2 separate regions of the Mus musculus genome follow, and region 1 is linked to region 2. Evidence: chromatin contacts called from public promoter capture Hi-C data. All regions are on one chromosome and are shown on one strand. The core of a region is the stretch at or near the end of the contact, and the rest is flanking DNA. Distances in the headings are between cores, read along the strand shown. Region 1 holds the start of 5430437J10Rik (RIKEN cDNA 5430437J10 gene). Region 2 holds the start of Fbxo4 (F-box protein 4).

Evidence for each region. Promoter capture Hi-C pulls out the DNA fragments that hold promoters and counts their contacts.
Region 1: a promoter capture Hi-C map of pre-B cells shows a contact between it and region 2, with 4 times the contacts expected there. The contact joins the promoter of 5430437J10Rik here to the promoter of Fbxo4 in region 2.

What each region holds. Positions count from the first base shown.
Region 1 is chr15:5,494,293-5,497,631 of GRCm38.p6, forward strand. 5430437J10Rik (RIKEN cDNA 5430437J10 gene) reads left to right here and starts at 2,026. Exons shown (of 5, transcript NR_045274.2): 1 at 2,026-2,063.
Region 2 is chr15:3,978,081-3,981,425 of GRCm38.p6, forward strand. It overlaps Fbxo4 (F-box protein 4), which reads right to left and starts at 1,493. Exons shown (of 7, transcript NM_134099.2): 1 at 1,162-1,493. The coding sequence starts at 1,344.

The DNA of each region.
Region 1 (3,339 bases), core at 776-3,275, 1.5 Mb after region 2:
CTGCTATCTGTTGGAATGCTTTCAGACAAAGCAGGAAATAAAAAGGAAAATTTTAGGAATTAAAGACAATTTCCATGGAATAAGAAAATCCCTACTGATAATTTCCCCAGACATACTTAGAGAACCTATGTAAACAGAAAAAGAAAATTTCAAAGATTTAATCAGAGCCAAGGCCCAGAATATAACAGAAAGGCTAAAGACATTACAGGGAAGAATGTGGTCTTCAGAAAAGGATCAGAGAGAGTTTAAGAACAGTGATAGGGCTGTAATAGGCTCCAAACGTTCTGTGGTCTTCAGTTTTGCACACTAGTTTATGTTGACTAGTACCAAGAGACTGAAATCCTAGCAGCTGGGCAGACCTAGGATGCCAACTAAGGTGGCTAATAGTCTATTGGGACTATGGGAGCACTTGGTTTGTGGCTAGTATAGACTGTGACATACTCAAAGTGTAAGATGCTCACCATGTTCTGATGACTGCATATGGGGAAAAAACAGCAGAAAAAAGGTGCTCATTAATAGTCTAACATTGATTAGATACTGAAATGATGAGTATTTTGAACATGTTAAGTTAAAATGTATTACTGAAATTAATCTTAATCTATGAAAAAAAAAAAACCTGTCCTTACTAGAAAATTGAAAACTATACCTGTGGTTCCTGTGAGTAGCCTGTATTCCATTTCTAGCATGTAGTGTAGACTTGGGCACAGCAAAGCTTTGTGTAGGAAGCTTAGCTGGCTGGGCTTCAGTGTATGCATCTCTGAAAGTCAGGAGCAAAGATGACTGGAAGGACTTGGTCCTCAAAGGCTTTGATCACATTCTTTCTTCAGTCCATGATTAACCTTGAGAAAATGACTTCTTATGAATATCGACTTATGCTTTCACGTTGGTGACACATTACCTTGGACATATTAGGTCTCCCAATGTTAGTCAGTTTGCAAATAATCTCTAAGTATAGCTCATTATTTATGGTAGCAAATGGAGATGTGCAGCTCAACATATTGAGAAACCCAGGGTGGAGAGCGTAGGGCAAGGGTCACAGAGTGAATCACAGCCTGGGTTTGAATTGGCATCTCTATGAGTCATTCTTGAGTTTAACCACTAGACAAATTTCCTCTTGAGAAATACTAAGTGTGATGGATCTTTCCCACCAGCATTCCAAGGACTGTTGAATCGGTGTCTGCCAAGATAATTATTAAGTAATAAAAGTGAGGTGGGCGACATGAAATTTCGTGGATCCTAGCCAGGAGCGATGTGTTATCTGTGTAAGAAACTGGCCCAATCTGAGACGTTTAAAGGGAACACAGTGATGTTATGTCTTTAGGGAGACATGGAGGGAATCCCACTGCAGAAGTGAAAGTGCTACTTCCTGCTTTTTAAAAAATCATTTCAAAATGGAAACGTATTTAGAAAAATGCCAAGACCAGGTTCATGGTGCTTTTTCACAAGGCTGAGGCCCCAGTTGGGTGGGAGTGAGAACTTGCATAAATTCTTTTCTGTCCCAAGAGGTATTTGAGCAGTGTGCTTCTACATGATGAAGCCGGTTACATCTGTGAACATGGTTACACCTGTGAGGTAGGCATATTTAAGCTTTCGAGGGTTGTAGTTCATGGCACTGAGCTTTGGTCCCATGATACTGCATGCACAACTTTCCTGTGGCAGTGATTGCAATCTGGTGAGCACCAGCATCTCTGCTCACAGCTGCTCTTTGTATCCCGCAGGTGAAGGAATTTAGTGTTTCTTTAGCATTTATTTTTTTAATACTGAGGAATGTAGGTACTTGTAGCCACATTGGTAGTGGTTTGTGAGAATTGAGGAATTGAGCCTAGCTATGTGACCACTCTCCACCCTCAGAAAAAAAAAAAAAAAAGAAAAGGGAAGAGAGAACTCAGGATGTAAAAGGCCTCTCATTGAGAGACTAGCCAGTTGGGATAGGAAGCCATGAGCTGCCAATCCACAGCACCTCCTATTGTAGCTAGAAAAGGGTGGGATGAAGATGGCTTTTACATCTCTAGGACGGAGGTGTTAGAAGCTGGATCAGGGACTGGATCAGAGGATCAGGGGAGGTAAGGTAATTTGTATGAGGAATTAGAGCTGCAGATACTTATGAAAGCTATGGGGAAGGACCAACCTAGAGCAGTGATTCATGCAGATAAAGATGGTAGGCTACCCAATCAGGGAGTCTAATACATAAGTTTGAAGATTTTGTTCTCTCTCTAGTGTAATCTCTGTCATATAACCCTATATTTAGACAAGAAAGAATTCACTATAGAGGCTGAGCAGTGGTGCTCCAGGAACTTGTCTACTGTGGGGTAGATTCATGATAACCTACTTAAGGCGGCAGCCACTAGAAGAAGGAAGAGTCAACACAGAATGCAAAGCATGGTATTTTGTTTTTATTTTTCAAGCTACTTCATCTGGGATTTAATGGGTAAGTTACAGTTAATTTTTAAAAATTTATTTATTTATTTACACCCCAAATGCTGCTGCCCCTCCTACTGGTCTTCCCTTCATGGAGTTCCTCCTGTCCTCTCCCACTGACACAGGACAAGGTATGCAGCAGCCCTCTGCTACATATGTGCCGGGGTCCTTGGTCCAGCCCAGGTATGGTGTTTGCTTGGTGGCTCAGCCTCTGAGAGCTCCCAGGGGTCCAGGATTTTTGACACAGTTAGTCTTTCAGTAGGGTTCCTATCCCCTTCAGGGCCTTCAATCCCATAAGGGTCCTGGAAGTGGTTATCTGCATCTTTTTGGTCAGCTGCTGGGTGGAGCTTCTCAGAGGACAGTCATGCTAGGCTTCTGTCTGTAAGCTTAACAGAGAATCATTAATAGTGTCAGGAATTGGTGCTTGCCTAAGGGATGGGTCTCAAGTTGGACCAGCTATTGGTTGGTCATTCCTTCATTCTCTGCTCCATTTGGCCCTGCATTTCTCTTAGACAGGACACATTTTGGGTTGAAAGTTTTGTGGGTGGGTTGGTGTCCTTAGCCCTCCACTGGGGTCCTTCCTGACTACAGGAGGTAGTGTCTTCAGGTCCATGTCCCCACTGATAGGCATCTCCACTAGGTTACCCTCATTGACTCCTGGGAGCCTCCCCTATCTCAGTTCTCAGGGACAGCCTAGAAATCCACTCCCCCCATCTCTGGCAGCTGCAGATTTCCATTTATTATCCTGGTCTTCTGGGCCTTACTCTTGTCTCTGGCCACACCTGATCCTGTCCTCCTGTTTCCCTCATGCTCCTCTCTCCCATCCACTTTCCTCCCTCCCCTTGCCTCCCTTTACTATTATGTTTCCCTTCTAAGTGGGATACAAGCATCCTCACTTGGGTCTTCTTGTTTAACTTCTTT
Region 2 (3,345 bases), core at 243-2,742:
TTGTACTGAAGGTCGCCTGAATGACTGGTTCTTTAAAATACATAAGTCTATCTTAACATCCCTCCACCAATAGAAAATTCAAAACTAAACATTTTCATCCCTAACACACCTGAAATGTTGCAAACTCAAGCTCTGCCTTTCTATTTTTCAAGCAAAGTAACCAGTTCCTTTCATTTCTTTCCATGAGTATGTTGATGTACCAGTTACTAATTTGTTCTTCAAAAATAAATGAGTGTCAAGTGGAGATTTTTTTCAAGCTGGAGAGATGGCTCAGAGGTTAAGAGCACTGGCTGCTCTTCCAGAGGTCCTGAGTTCTATTCCCAGCAACCACATGGTGGCTCACAACCATCTGTAATTTGGATCCAGTGCCCTCTTCTGGTGTGTCAGTGACAGTGTACTCACATATACATAAAATAAATAAATAAATAAATCTAAAAAAACAAAGTGGCGGTTTTTCTGATTTTATCACTAGATCAAATGAAAGCATGTGAACCTGTCATTTGAATTTCTCTCTATAGAGTATTAATCAGGTTCCGAGGACACCTGAGAGAAGCTTGGAGGTAACCTAAGCCTGTGGCTTTCATTTAGAGTGAATGTCAGTGGGATGTACTAATAACCCAACTGAGATAAAGGAATTGTCATCAACAATGTATAATCTATTTATTTATTTATTTATTTATTTATTTATTTATTTATTTTATCTTTCTCTGAAACTTTAAATTGCATGCATCCTCTTTGCAGCCTGACCTAACTTGAGGTACTTGTAACTTTACTGGTTTCAATTATGTGGCAGTTTTGTTGCTTTGGATATGTCAGAGTTGCTTGCTCTAGGCGACCCCCCCCCCCCCCTAACTGGAATACATTGACTAGGGATTAAAATGTGCAGAAGAAAGACACTGGAATGCCTTCCAAGCTAACCCACTTCCTTCATCAGATTTCCAGACATCCAAATAGGATGACTGACAACCTGTGGGTGATCTCGCTGGTCATTAGTGAGTGTTGTAGTGCGACCTTGGTTGGCAGGGGGATACCAAGAGTTACCATCAAGGCAATCCTGGCCACTTCACTTCCAGGCGAGCACACACCCGGAAGTGGCTGCCCTGCCGGCCCAGGCCCCCGGCCTGCGGCGGTCTCTGTGCGCGGCCTGCGGCCTCGGCTCACCGGCAGCCGCGTCAGCGCGCTCGTCTCCTCCGCCGCCTCCTTCCGGGAGGCCGTCGGCGTCGCCCGCTCCTTGGCCACCGAATACCAGAAGGTCCTCCAGCCGCTCAGGATGGCTGCCTCCAGGCGGCCCCAGTCGCTGGCGGGCGGCGGGGAGCCGGCTCCGCGGGGCTCGCTTCCAGCCATGGTCGCAGGCTCCGCGCGACACCGCGGGGCGCACGGGCTCCCCAGCCGCTCGGCCTCCGCCTCCGCCCCGCTGGTACGACCCGGGCTGGTCGGTTGGGCAGGGCTCCAGGCCGAGGTGGCCCGGAATGACTCACCCCGTTAGCCCAAACCCTCCCACACTACACATCCTCCGGGTCCCTCCCTGCCTCTGTGCGTCACCACAAGGACCTGGGAGCTAGGGCTTGTTGAACAGCCACCCTTTTTCTGAAATCTTGCTTCCCCTTAAGCGTTAGATATTAAGTAGGCTGTATGTGTGCTTCTGTGTTTTGGAATCAGCAATCTACCACTTGGAGTTGAGCAAAAACTGAGCCCGTGGAGGCTATCAGGAGCCTTATGTGTTATTAAAGATAACCTTGGCTGACTAGAACATCGTGCTGTGGAGAAACTATTGTAGATGGGAAGCCAAAACTGCCTCAAGCGTAGCTCTTTTAATATTAACTTCAATCTGGTTTTGGTCTAACCTCATGAGGTTGGGTGAAACTTGTAAGCTTTGCTTAAAATTTTATTTAACTACATGTATGTGGATATATGCATGAGCACTCAGGTTCCAGCAGAGGCCACAGGCATCACAAACCCTGGAACTGGAAACCACACCCTTGAGAGCCACCTACTCAGGCCCTCTGAAAGAACAGTACATTCTTATAACTGCTGAACCATCTCTCAAACACCTGCCCCCTTTACCGATTTTAAAGTAAATAATGTTGTAACATCTGAAAGCCAGGCAAGATGTAGCCAATTTTATCTAGGCTGTGTACATAATGCCCTCATCAGCGTAGGTGGTATATGTATTTGATGTATGGTCTTTGTTTTGTGGCTATAATAGTTCTTGCAACTGCTTCCACAACTTGGTGTGCCAACCTGAATCCAATCTCTGGCCATGGCCACTCACATTTTGCTTGCATTTACTTCCTCAAACTCCATTATTAGGTATTTTCTACCAAAATGGTGAGTTTAAGCCCACGACAAAAATGTACATACACTAAAAAATTGTTCAATCAATGATCTATCATAAAAGGTCAGAAGAAAATTTGATAGGAAAGAAAAGCCTGGATGTGGTACTATTAAAAGCCATTAGTGAATTTTTAATCTTCCAAAAGTGATGTCTATTCTAGTAACTTTAATCATAATCAAAAAGAAATTTAAGAAATGAGAGGTAGGCTATATAACAAAATATTATATAGCACTGGATATAGTTTTAGGAAAGACACAAATACCTATTTGGTAGCAGGTTATCAGTCTCTTTAAAGTAGATTACCTCACTTAATCTAATCCCCAAACCCATTCCACATCTAGACTTCATCACGGGAATACTTCGGATTTAGTAGTCACGTGTTAAATTCTTTAAAATCTTTTAGAATAATCTAGTAAGGATCACCACGTTATAACCTGAGGTGTAAACCTTGTTCTGGAGAACATGGAAGATGGGCGGAGCCCACATAATCTATCTCAAAATCACTGTCAACCTTTAACCACTTACTATTCCAAGATGGTTTGTTTGTGTTTTGCTTTGTTTTTTGTTTTTTGGGAAAACAGTTAAATTTTATCATCTATATACAACTGGTTTAATATCAATTGTCAAAACATTCTACATCTAGTCCATAGGATATTTAAAAATTAATACCATTTTACAATCTTCGAAGTAGAAGGCAAAGGCCACATCTTTTAAAAACACGCTAGGCTACAGGAAATAGTTGCTAGTATATAAATATGAAAGTAACACAGCAATAGCTGCATGTAACAGTACATAATGCTCAGTAGTGGACCCTAGACACTTTTCACAAGGGCCCTTCATTCAAAATGCAGTACCTGAAGCTCCAAATGAAAAGTAACAGACATTCAATAAAGCTGGAAGCTGGGCAACTGAGGGTCTGTCAGAGCATACATTTAAAAATGATTATTCTTTCCTATGACATTGCTCAGCAATGAGTAGGTCAACCACTTGCTCAGATTATCAGGACAAGG